Linked DNA regions of Canis lupus: region 2 is linked to region 1. The links are chromatin contacts, called in public Hi-C maps. All regions are on one chromosome and are shown on one strand. The core of a region is the stretch at or near the end of the contact, and the rest is flanking DNA. Distances in the headings are between cores, read along the strand shown.

The links. Hi-C and Micro-C count contacts between places; a contact is called where the count stands out from the background.
Region 2: a Hi-C map of blood shows a contact between it and region 1, with 2.0 times the contacts expected there. The contact joins the enhancer-like site here to the promoter of ABCA1 in region 1. A contact is called at or near these places in 2 of 9 Hi-C or Micro-C datasets (amygdala and blood).

The regions. Positions count from the first base shown.
Region 1 is chr11:61,251,963-61,257,872 of UU_Cfam_GSD_1.0, reverse strand. ABCA1 (phospholipid-transporting ATPase ABCA1) reads left to right here and starts at 3,820. Exons shown (of 50, transcript XM_038553002.1): 1 at 3,820-4,009.
Region 2 is chr11:61,418,451-61,424,370 of UU_Cfam_GSD_1.0, reverse strand. All of the region lies in intron 5 of LOC111098116 (a long non-coding RNA gene), which reads left to right. Among named protein-coding and RNA genes, the nearest start is that of SLC44A1, 66 kb to the left of the region's middle. Within about 2 kb of position 4,055, at least 7 of the 20 cell types and tissues checked have an H3K27ac peak or open chromatin away from gene starts, as enhancers often do. A contact at or near this core is called in blood, where this site is marked.

The DNA of each region.
Region 1 (5,910 bases), core at 2,571-5,070:
GAAGCAAGAGTTTGCCTGAAATGGGCTGGAGGGTTTGAGTAAAAGGGAAGGAGTAGAGATGAAATCGTTCCAGCAGTTTGGCTGTGAAGGGGAGAGCTCCCAGGGTGGCATATTGAAGGTTGGGTTTTCAAAAGAATTGTAAGTCACTGATCAACTAGTAATTCAGGGGAATATTTTGTCTACAATCCAGGCTAACTTGCTGATCCCAAATGACAAGCAGAACAAACATTTTACTTGAGTCCAGAAGCAGTAATGATTTTGAATGTTGCTTATGTCTCAGTAGGAGTCACATTAATACAGAAGGCAATTGATTGCATTGGTCCAATTAAATGGAATTTGTAAGTATTCAGGGCCTGTGTGATTCATGGTTGACTCCGTAGATAGTGGTATTTCTTGTATTTTAAACATTTGAATATTGATTGCTTAATGATTTGTGTCTAACCATGTATTGGAATTAAACTGACTCAAATATGAACTGTAGGTCCTTTTAGTCCTCCTTACGTGAAAAAAGAATTACCTATTTTTCTCCTTAACTTTTAGGCACCTCACATTCTCCAACAATTCTCAAAAAATCCAGCTATTAGTTCTTAATTGTAACACATGCATCTTGAAAAGTTATTTTTAGAATACTTTCTTTTTTTATTCTTCATCGACTTCCTGTGATACTCTACTTTTTCAGTTTCCAAAGGAAGCCAAAGACTGTACATACCAACCAAAAACACGTGTCGTGAAAATCATTTATGTTTTAAACCATGTGCATGTGTACACTTGCGTAGGCCAGTTAATAGATACTACATATCAAAGCAACATCCAAGCAAAGCCTTTTCGGTAACACCTAACTTAAAAGTCTCAATGGAATGATAATTTGAGTTTCTCTGAAGTTCCATGACCTCTAGCAGGGTCTCCAAGGCCACAGCTGGCTGAAGGGCGAGTCTGTAATTAGAAGACACCAGGGTGATCTCAGAATAGAACTTCAAGCCACCTGGGCTACATTTACAGAATCAGCTTCTCTAGAGTAACAGCAACAAAGAAGGGCCTTCCTACTTAATATTTGGAAAAGATCACCTAGGGTGGGGACTTGGGGTTTTCATATGGGTGTTAGCAGGAATCAGGAGTCGGAGGAAAGCTCATTGAGGCATACTCAGGAATAAATCAGCCTATGATATTTAAGGGAGAGCATTCGTGTTTACAAACTTTCTCAAGGGACACATTCTCTTACACCCTAACTTTTGGAATTCAGTATTTTTGTCATACGAACCTGTCACACTTGCAAAATATGGGCTCAGTATCAGCAGACATTTATGTCTGTCCTTGTGTCACTTGGCTAAATCACTTGGGTTCTTTGGGGACTTGGGCTCTTTTTTGGTAGAAATCAACAAGACTAATAAACATGTTTCCACCATTGTGGCGTGTTCATGTATTCTTTGCAGGGGTGAGCAGATTCTTGACACCACAGATTGTTCTTGTTAAAAATGATCACAGGGCTGCCTGAGTGGCTCAGTTTTTAAGCGTCTGACTTGATTTCGTCTCTGGTCATGATCTCAGAGTTGTGAGCCTAGGTCAGGCTCTGCACTGGGTGTGGAGCCTGCTTGAGATTCTCTCTCTCTCTCTCCTGCTCCCTCTGCCCCACCCCCCATACCTCCTTACTTCCCTCTCAAAAAAAAAAAAAAAGTGATCATGTTTGGTGTTAGAACCGTAGACTTATGTATTTAATTTAAAATCAATGGCTATCCTCTCTCTGGGGCTTTTCTTCTTGGGCTCACCTCTTTTATTCACCATCCTACCTTTGTCTTTCTTGTACAGAATTTACTGTCACTCATTCCCCAGTAGCACAAAGTGATTACTTTAATAGGGGTTTTTTGGAGGGAACCATAGCCTTTAATGATTTTGATGGTGGGATTTTAAGCACATTGATAGGTGAGTGTAAGATGGGGGGGTAAGGCAGGGAGTGAGGAGTCCAGGAGAGCTAATCATTCCCCTGATCATACAAGGAAAGCTTTCCTTGATATCTAGAGGGTCAGAGAGATTACTTTTAACTCTTTGCAAGGCCTGGAGTTTGATGGTTCGGCAGGGGAAGAACCTCATAGGCCATGGCTGGTATCTGAAAATGACATTAACAGTCAGCTAGTAACACCCTCTTTGTTTATAGTACTCTTCTTCCAAGGAGGTCAAATGAACAAAATTCACTTTCAGAAAATCCCTGTGAGGCAGAGAGAGAGAGAGAGAGTATACACAGTCTATTTTACAGATGGAGAAATGGAGGCAGAAAGTTGCACATCATGTGGTTCAGCCACATTTGACCCAGAACCCAGTGTCTTGGCCAGAGTTATCCTTTGAACCAAGGCAAGACGCTGCTGGGCCCTGGGCTTCAGAAGGCTTGGCTCTGGCCCTCCTCATAAGGGTGAGCACTCCCAGGGCCACAGAGCCATGCCACCGGAGTTAGGAGTACCCGACCAGGGACCCCAGAATTCCTTGCCCTGAGGCCCCTAAGTGCACTTTCAGAGCCTGCATGGGCCTCCTCACTGGATCTGTCCTGAGCACTGACAGAAGCACTGATGTGTGTACCTCTCTCTCCAAGTCGTGGTCCTGACTAGTGAGTACAGTGTGGTGGGGTGTGGAGGGGTGTGGAGGGGTGTGGAGGGGTGGGGGCTTGTACAGCTGAAGCCCACTGGAGTATAATGGAGCTGGGGGTGGGAAGACAAGGGGTTTGACACCCCCCCCTCCACCACATTCTTGTCAAAACTCAGGTCAGACCCTGAAGAGTCTTTATGTGAACCTGCCCTTCCAGGTTGCTTCAAAGACATCTTTGTCAAGGCAGGAGACCTTTATTTTACATTTTGTTGGCTGGCTGTATGATTTAAATATTTAGACAAGGTTTGTGGGCCTCCATTCGCACTTGGGCTTCTGTCCCTCAAATGTTATGGGCTGTGTGCTTCTGAGTGTCATGGCTAAGCCAGAGGAGGAAGCTGGAGAACTGGAATGGTTCTATAATTTCACAACCGTGATCCTCTAGCTGCACTTTGCAAATCTACAGAAGCCAAAACACGAGCTCTGTGTATTTATCACTGAGACTCCCACCAATATAATGAGCATAAAAAGGGGGACACTCATTCACATTGTTCCTTTTTTTTTTTTTTTTTTTTTTTTTTGTGGCCTCCCACCTCCCCCTCGTTTTGCAAAAAGAAGGAGCAAGAGGCTTTTCACTGGCCCTCGCAGGGACCTGGGAGGCCCAGGCTGGGAATCCCAAAGGCAATAAATAAGTCCCCTATTGAATACCAAAGTCAGGGTTTGTGGTGGAAAACAAAAACTGCTAATTATCCGGAGGACTGTCCGTCTTCCCCCACACCCTGGGCATTTGAAAGGAAAGGCTAAAGGGTTGGTGTCCGGAGGGGTTTCAGCCGCTCAATCCCTCCGACCGGGGGGAAGTAACAAAGGGGGGAAAACTGCTGAAAGCACGAGTTTGGAGGAAGCGGCTTCCACCCGTGCTATTGGCCCAAGGGAACGTGCAAGGAGACAGTCCCTGGCTCGGCCCCAAGCCCCGGGCTGCGCGCTCTCCCCGGGCAGGCGGGCTCGGGCGGGGCAGGGGGCTCCCGGGGCCCCCCGCGCCCCTGCCCCCCGCCCCGCGCCCCCCGCGCCCTGCCCGGAGCAGCGGGACGTCGCCCGTTTAAGGGGCGGGGCGCGGCTCCACGTGCTTTCTGCTGAGTGACTGAACTACATAAACAGAGGCCGGGGAGGGGGCGGGGAGGAGGGAGCGAGCGGGCTTTGACCGGTAGTAACCCCGGCGCCCGGCGCAGCCGAATCTATAAAAGGAACTAGTCGCGGCGAAACCCCGGTAATTCCGAGCGGGAGCGGGCGCGGCCGGCACCTCCGTCCCCGGGGCAGGTGGGACCGGCGCACCCACAGCCCGCTTCTCGGGGTGCTCTGCCCCTCGCCCCCCCCGTGTCCCCCCTTCTCCGGAAGGGTTTTCCAGGGGTGGGGGCAAAGACGCGCACAGAACAGTGGAAAGCAGGTAAGAGGCTCTCCAGCGACCCGGGCGTTAGGGATCTTGCTTACGGGCCGCCGAGGCTGGGGAGGCGCGGGGCTGGGGGCGGCAGCCCGAGCCCCCTGCAGCGGGTGGGGCGGGGGCGGCGTAGGTGGGGAGGGCGCCCGGGACCCGCGGGAGCTGCCGCGCTCGGGGCTCCGCCGGGAAGCATCCCTGGGCGCGGGCGCCGCGCGGCGGGGGCCCTGGTGGCACCGGGGCGCTGCTCCCCGAGAGCCGCACCGGCACCCCGCGCTCCCCTTCGTTGCGGAGAGCCCGAGCCGGCCGCGAACCCCTCGGGCCGGGGGGGGGCGGGGGGCGCAGCCTCGGGCCGTTCTTCCCGGGGCCGGCCTGGCCGGGCTCTGACCTGGGGCTCGCCCCGTGCGCCCCCGGACCGCCCGCAGCGCGCTTCCTGCGCCCCGAGAACTCGACCGGGCGCCGTCCCGAGCGGGCTCTGCCGGCGCTGCGGGCCACTTGGGGGGCCCCGGGGCGCCCGCCCCGCTGGGGTCGCGGTCCGTTCCTTTTAAAGACAAAAGACTTAGAAGAAGAGGCTGCGGAAACCTGGAGCTGAGGTGCGCGGCCCCCCGCCCCCCATCCTTCCTGCCCTTTGCCGCCTGGTCTCTTGGGGCAGCCTGAGGCCGGGCACGGGTGCGGAGGCCGCGGCGAGACGGTGCCGCGGAGTGACCGGGAGTAACCCCGGCGGGCGGCGCGGAACTCGGAGCTCCGCCGCGGGGCTGGGCGGGGGGAGGGGGGGCGGGGATGGAGGAGGAGGCGGGGGATGCAGGGGGGCGGGGATGCAAGGAGGGAGGGGGATGCAAGGAGGGAGGGGATGCAGGGGGGCGGGGGGTGCGGGGGATGCGGGGGGAGTGGGGGATGCAAGGAGGGAGGGGGATGCTAGGGGGAGTGGGGGATGCAGGGGGGCGGGGGATGCGGGGGGGGATGCAAGGAGGGAGGGGGATGCAGGGGGGGCGGGGGATGCAGGGGGGCCGGGTTCGGGCTGCCGGTGGCTTCGGGGAACCGGTCCGCAGCGCCTCCTGGCCGGAGGGCCTGGGAATCGACCCTGTGGCCGGAGGGGGGGCCCGGGCTCCGGGAGGGGCTGTCGCTCTGGGGTTCCGACTGAGATCCGGTGGAGACGGGTGGCTGGAGACGGGGAGGAAGCCCGGGCGAGGAGGCCGTCCGGTGGTTCCTTATCAGGATGCTTCGATTCCCAGATCCATGTTACAGGAGAAGGGTCCTGGCGCGGGCCAGAGCCGAGGCTGTGTGTAGTGGCTTTACCAGCACTTATCTTATAGAAGGATATGAACAAGATGCATGTGTGAGAGACAGAGAGAGAGAGTGAGAGAGAGAGAGAAGCCTCTGGCCCTGGAAGCAGTTGGCCCCTATCTTTTGCAGCATTGATACCGTCAGCTTTTAAAACCCCAAACTATTATTCAGTGACACCTCGCACAGAGAGTGGGTGGTATATATACATCCATGTAAGAGGACATATTTGATATTATGAAACATTTCCTTGGTGATGAAAATCAGCAAGTCACTTTTTAAGGGCCCCAGCCCCCCTCCCCCCCCAACCAAGAACACCTTACAAAATTTTCCAAGTTCAAAAGCAGTTTTACTGTTTTGTTTGTTTGTTTGTTTGTTTGTTTGTTGTTTTTAAACAATCGTTTGGGACCCAACCTAGGTTTTGAACTTCTTTTCAGACAGAACTTAAATCCTAACTTTAAAAAAGGGCTTCCTTTCTCATCTTGCCTTTTATTTCAGCCCATTTTTCTCATACCTGCCACAAAAATAATGGAGGTTTCCTGTTGTTTGAATCATTCCCTTGAGACACTTCTCCTAAACCAAAGTGTGAAAGCACGGAGAATGTTCTGGAGTAGGACCTCTTCAGATAATAA
Region 2 (5,920 bases), core at 2,806-5,305, 170 kb before region 1:
TATTTTAGGCTTTGCAGACTATGTGGTCTCTTTTGCAACTAGTTATGTCTGTCATTATAGACAGACAAAACATAATGAACATGGCTCTGCCCCAATAAAACTTTATTTACAAAGCAAGCCACATAGTTTGCTGACCTTTGACTTAGATAGTAGCTTAGCCCCATCTCAGAACCGCCTTCACTAAGATTTTCTTTTGATGCCAAACATTCAGCTTTTACAAAGATATAAGAAATTATCAAATTATGTTTGCTGAAACATTGGTACAAAAAAGTCAGTGAGAACGTTTTCCACTGGGTCATTATATGCTTCATTCTTAAGGTCCTAGAGTAAAGAATTCTTTAAATGCTTGGCTTCCCACTGAGGAACTAATTATGTTTACTTTTTTTTTTTTTTTTTCAAATTTTACTTTTATACTAGAAAATCAAAGCTATATTTGATATTCACCTATAGTATTTCCTAACTTGACTAATGCGAATTAGCTGTGGGTGTTTAAAAAAATATAAGCTCCTGAGCTCCACTCCAGATCTCCTGAATCTGTTTTCCTGGTGGAGGGGTGGAGGTGGGGGGCAGATCAGTTCTTCTCAAGCTTTATGTACATAAAAGTCACTGGAGAATCTTGTCAAATGGCAGATTCTGATTCAATAGGTCAGGGATTCTGAATTTCTGAAAAGCTCCCAGGTGATGTTGATGTTGCTGGTCTTGGAACCACAATTTGAGTAGCAAAGTCCTATCAAAATATCAATATTTTGGTGACAAATTCTCATATTCTTATCACTAAACTGCATCTCAGTTGTATTTTGATTTAACTATTATGTCTAGGTTCTGTTTTGTTTTGGTTTGGTTTCTGCTTTAGTTTATAATTTAAAATTTCATTATGTATGCTTTAAGTCTAATAAATCCTTTGGATGGGGTGAGATGGGCAACAGAAATAAATCTAAGGTGGATAACTTTTTTTTTTTTTTACAATTGTGAAATATAAGTTTAGTCTGATACCAATTAGTTGTATTTCTCGTAATCCATACATAGCAAATAACCAGGTTAATTTTTATGCTACCTCTTCAAGATTGGTTGCTTTAGAATCTGGGATCATTAAATTCAAGGTTATTGAACGTGTTTATGTCTGTTTTACCTTACATCTGTTTAAGCTTTAAAAAGTTCCCTCTTCAGCTTTTGCTGATGCTCTGGGCCAATATAAAAAGGTCCCCAAGATGCTGATCACTTAGCTTTATACTCTCTGATCTTATCCATGGGGAGTTTCCATACAATCAAGTTCCTTGGGCCGCCCGGGCGGCTCAGCGGTTGAGCATCTGCCTTCGGCCCAGGTCGTGACCCCGGGGTCCCGGGATCGAGTCCCAGGTCGGGCTCCCTGCACGGAGCCTGCTTCAGCCCCGGCCTGTGTCTCTGCGTCTCTCTCTGTGTCTCATGAAAAAATAAAATCTCCAAAAAAAAGGGGGGCGAGGCTGAAGTTCCTTATTAAACCCCAGTGCTGTACCACCAATGGTCTGCAAATAGACTGAGCGGGTCAACCCAACAGAATGAGAAAACCTGAACAACCCCGGAGGCGTCAAAGTGATTCTTGGCTATTGGCGCAGAACCTCTATGGTGCGGCTGGACCACGTGCCAGAGCGGCCCCCGGCTCACTTCCGGCCTCCTCCTCCCCGCCCGGAGCGGCCCCCGGCTCACTTCCGGCCTCCTCCTCCCCGCCCGGAGCGGCCCCCGGCTCACTTCCGGCCTCCTCCTCCCCACCTGCCCGCCCCCCTCGCAGTGCATTATGGGGCACACTGGGGCTCGAGGCGCCCCAGGCCTCCGGGAGGCTGCGACCCCTCGGACCAAGGTGCGCTTTTAAAACATGCGCTCCTTCAATTTACAGTCGGGAATTAATAGTTTTTTAAAAAAATATTTTATTTATTTATTTATTCATGAGAGACACAGAGAGAGAGGCAGAGGGAGAAGCAGGCTCCATGCGGGGAGCCCGACGTGGGACTCCATCCCGGGTGTCCAGGGTCACGCCCTGGGCCGAAGGCAGGTGCTAAACCCCTGAGCCACCCGGGCCGCCCATTAATAGGAATTTTTACCCATCATTTTGTGTGCTAAGATTTGTGAGTAAAAGTTACGCCAGTTCATGGGGAGAAGATAATAGTATTACTCTTACTTCTTACAGTGGAACATCTGGATTGTTTTCTTTTTTCTTTTTTTTAATATTTTATTTACATATTTGATGGAGAGAGAGAACACAAGTGGGGGAGCAGGAGAAGGGAGCTGAGCAGGGAGCCCTGGAGGGACTCAGTCCCAGGAGCCTGGGATCCCAACCTGAGCCAAGGGTGGGCTCTTTTTTTTTTTTTAAATAGAGAACTTTTTTTTGTTTTTAAAGAATTTATTTATTTATTCATGAGAGACACACAGAGAGAGGCAGGCAGAGACACAGGCAGAGAGAGAAGCAGGCTCCATGCAGGGAGCCCCATGTGGGACTCGATCCCAGTACCCCAGGATCACGCCCTGGGCCAAAGGCAGATGCTCAACCGCTGAGCCACCCGGGCGTCCCCAAGGGTGGGCTCTTAACCAGCTGAGCCACCAGGCGCTGGGAGCTTCAGGGTTACCATGTCCAGCATCAGGGGGCCTTTTCAGTCTCGCTGTGTGTTTCCCATTGAAGCCGTTGCACGGGGCAGGAGGTGGCAGAGGGGCCAGCGGACTGTGTTAAGTGATAGAGGGGGGACCTTGTGGCCCGGCCTGACTGTCAGCTGTAGACTGAACAACTCCTTTGGCCTTTGGCCGTGTTTGCAGCGTCTCCTGGAGTCCTGAGCACAAGTGGCCAGAGCAGTGGTGCCCCAAGGGCTCGTGGGATGAGGCCTGTTCGGAGTGCTCAGGCCCTGACCCCATGTCCAGGTGGCGGAGGGCAGCCCTCTCTGCCCCTGGAGTCCGGCTCAGGAAGTATGTTAAATTTCTTTTGTCACTAGGTGGCAGAGTATAATTAAGATGTCAGAATTTTCCCCGTAATATTGGAAGGTGTTTCTAGCTCCTTCCTCATGGCCTCTTTCATTACTTTGCAATATTTGCTAATGCCACTTAGAGTTGAGGCAATGAAATAAAAATTCCTTCTGCAAACACTTCCTATATTATCTAGGATTTTGCTTTTTTATTCATTTAACTAACTTACCTCTTAGGGTGAAGCATCCTTAACATAAATCACATTCTCTTCCTAAGGGCTGGTATTTGGATAATCCAAGCTTCTTACTTTTACCTATTATTTTCTTCTTCTTCTTCTCTCTTTTGCTCCCTCCCTTTTTTAAGTGGGCTTCATGCCCAACATGGGGCTGGAACTCCGGACTCCGATCAAGAGTCACATGCTGCACTCATTGAGCCAGCCAGGAACTCCTTTATTTTTCTTTGGAAGCAAATCCCAGCTATTGTGTCACCGCACTTATACCTATTCCAGTGCGTATCTGTAAAATAAGGACTATTGAATCTGCAGTTTTGGTGATCAACACAAATAATGAATTCTACGCCTGTGGATCACAGTATAAGGATATGCACAGTTATTTACAAAAGCCCAGTTTTTCAAGGGTCAGGGGTTGGGTGTGGTCTGACTTGGAGTGGGCCAGTTCCTGTAACTTATGGAATCTGGGATTTATTCTGATGGGGAACATAGATCCCTGGACCAATGTGGATCACCCTTTGGCCCTTAGATGAGTGTATACGAAGAGTTTAAATGAGCAGAAAGCAACAGATCAAATGTGTGGTCAGCATATGCAATTAGAAAATCTTTAATACCAATCTTTCACATGTCCTCTGCCCTGTTTTTAGAGGGGTGGGAAGTCTTCAGTCGAATCTCCTGTGGCCCTCGCTTCTAGGGTGTCAGTCTTCTGCTGTATTTCCTGCCCTTTCAGGGCGAGTCTCAGTGCTTACGTCTTCCTCAGCTAGGGGTTCTCCTTCCTCATTTCTCCCTGATTAGTACTGGCCCACAGTACCCCTTATACCCCTTTGTCTTAGCAGGGTTGAGTACACCTTTTCTGCAAGGGTTGCTATGTTTTCCTCTCTCCTCGCTTCCTCTTCAAAATCTTATTGTTGTATGAAGGCCCCAGTCGATTCCCCTTTCCACAGCGCTCAGACCACAAATTTGGCTGGTCTGTCCACTTCTGTTTTTCCACTTCCTCTTCCCCATGTACTGGATGTTTGCCACATGACAGGGACTACACTAGATGTTGGGCATACAAGAATGAAAGAATCAGAAGAGCCTTTGAAGAGCTCATCGCTTGACTGGCGGTGAGGTGAGCAGGGGAGTAGAGCATAAATTAGGGCAGTGCAACATGGTATGTGCCAGAAAAGTTGTAGGCACAAGTGATATGAGAACCTAGAAGAAGGGTGGGCTTACTGTGCTTGTCAGGGAGGCCAGAAAAGGCTTGTCCCGGGTGAGAATTTGCTTTCTGTTTTTATATTTAATTTAGTTTATTCTATTTATTTAATTTTAATTAATTTATCGAAGTTATCCATTGATATAGTTGAAATATTTATGCATCTATTATAAAATTAATTTACATGTATATGACCCCTAACCCCTGTTACTTTTCTGCCCATCCCCATGCTATCCAAAGGTAACTACTGTTACTAGTTTTTTTTTTTTTTCTAATTTATTCACAAGAGATTCAGAGAGAGAGAGGCAGAGACACAGGCAGAGGGAGAAGCAGGCTTCCCATGGGGAGCCCGACACAGGGACTCGATCCTGGGACTCGATCCTGGGACTCGATCCTGGGACTCCAGGACCATACCCTGGGCTGAAGGCAGGCACCAAACCGCTGAGCCACCCAGGGATCCCCCTGTTACTAGTTTCTTATGTATCCTTTCAGAATATACAAGCAAGTAGAAGTAAGTTTTTAAATTTCTCCTTTTTTACCCCCAAAATAGCAGAGTAAACTTACTGGTCTGTACTTTGCTTTTTAACATTATCATTTAATGGTTAAAAAATGGACTCTGGAATCAGAATGCTTGTGTTTAAACCCCAGTTGTATAATTTACTAGATGTGTGAACCTGGCAAGTTACATAATTTCTCATTCCTTTAGTTTCTTCATGTGTATCTGAGATTTTCAGAATCTCGCAACTTTATATCTAAAATCTTTTATGGATGCTCTATTCTTTTCTGTGTACCAATACTACACTTTTAATTTTTGAGCTTTTTTTTTTAATTTTTATTTATTTATGATAGTCACAGAGAGAGAGAGAGAGGCGCAGAGACACAGGCAGAGGGAGAAGCAGGCTCCATGCACCAGGAGCCCGACGTGGGATTCGATCCCGGGTCTCCAGGATCGCGCCCTGGGCCAAAGGCAGGCGCCAAACCTCTGCGCCACCCAGGGATCCCAATTTTTGAGCTTTTATATTATGTTTACTATTTGGTAGGGCTAGTCCCCAGATGGGGACTTGAAGAATGATTGGAATTCCTCAGGAAGACATGATAGCACCAGTGACAACAGATGTTATTAGTACAAACTGTTTTCACCACCACCACCATTTTATTGTATGTCTACGGTGTGTGAGATGTTCTAAGTCACTCCTTGTTTACTTTTGACTGTTTTCCCTTTGCTTTGAAATTTTGCCTCTTTATTTTAAATATATTTACTTCATCATGGATAACATTTTAAGCCACTTTAAATCCTTTTGGAAGCAAGGAGAGGCATAAATAGAAAAAGACCAAGCAGGAACTGTATTAGGTTACTTTGCATAATAAATCCCTAATCCTTATAACAACCCTACAAGGTAGATATTATTATCCTCTTTTTTATAACCGAAGACATTGAAGCCTGGAGAAGTCAAGTAATTTTCTCAAGGTTATATAGCAAGTAAATGTAGATTCAAACCAGAGTCTATTGGTGTTATCATCTTTGTGGTTCCTGGTGCTTCTTTAAACCATACTGGATGAGGCTCTTTATT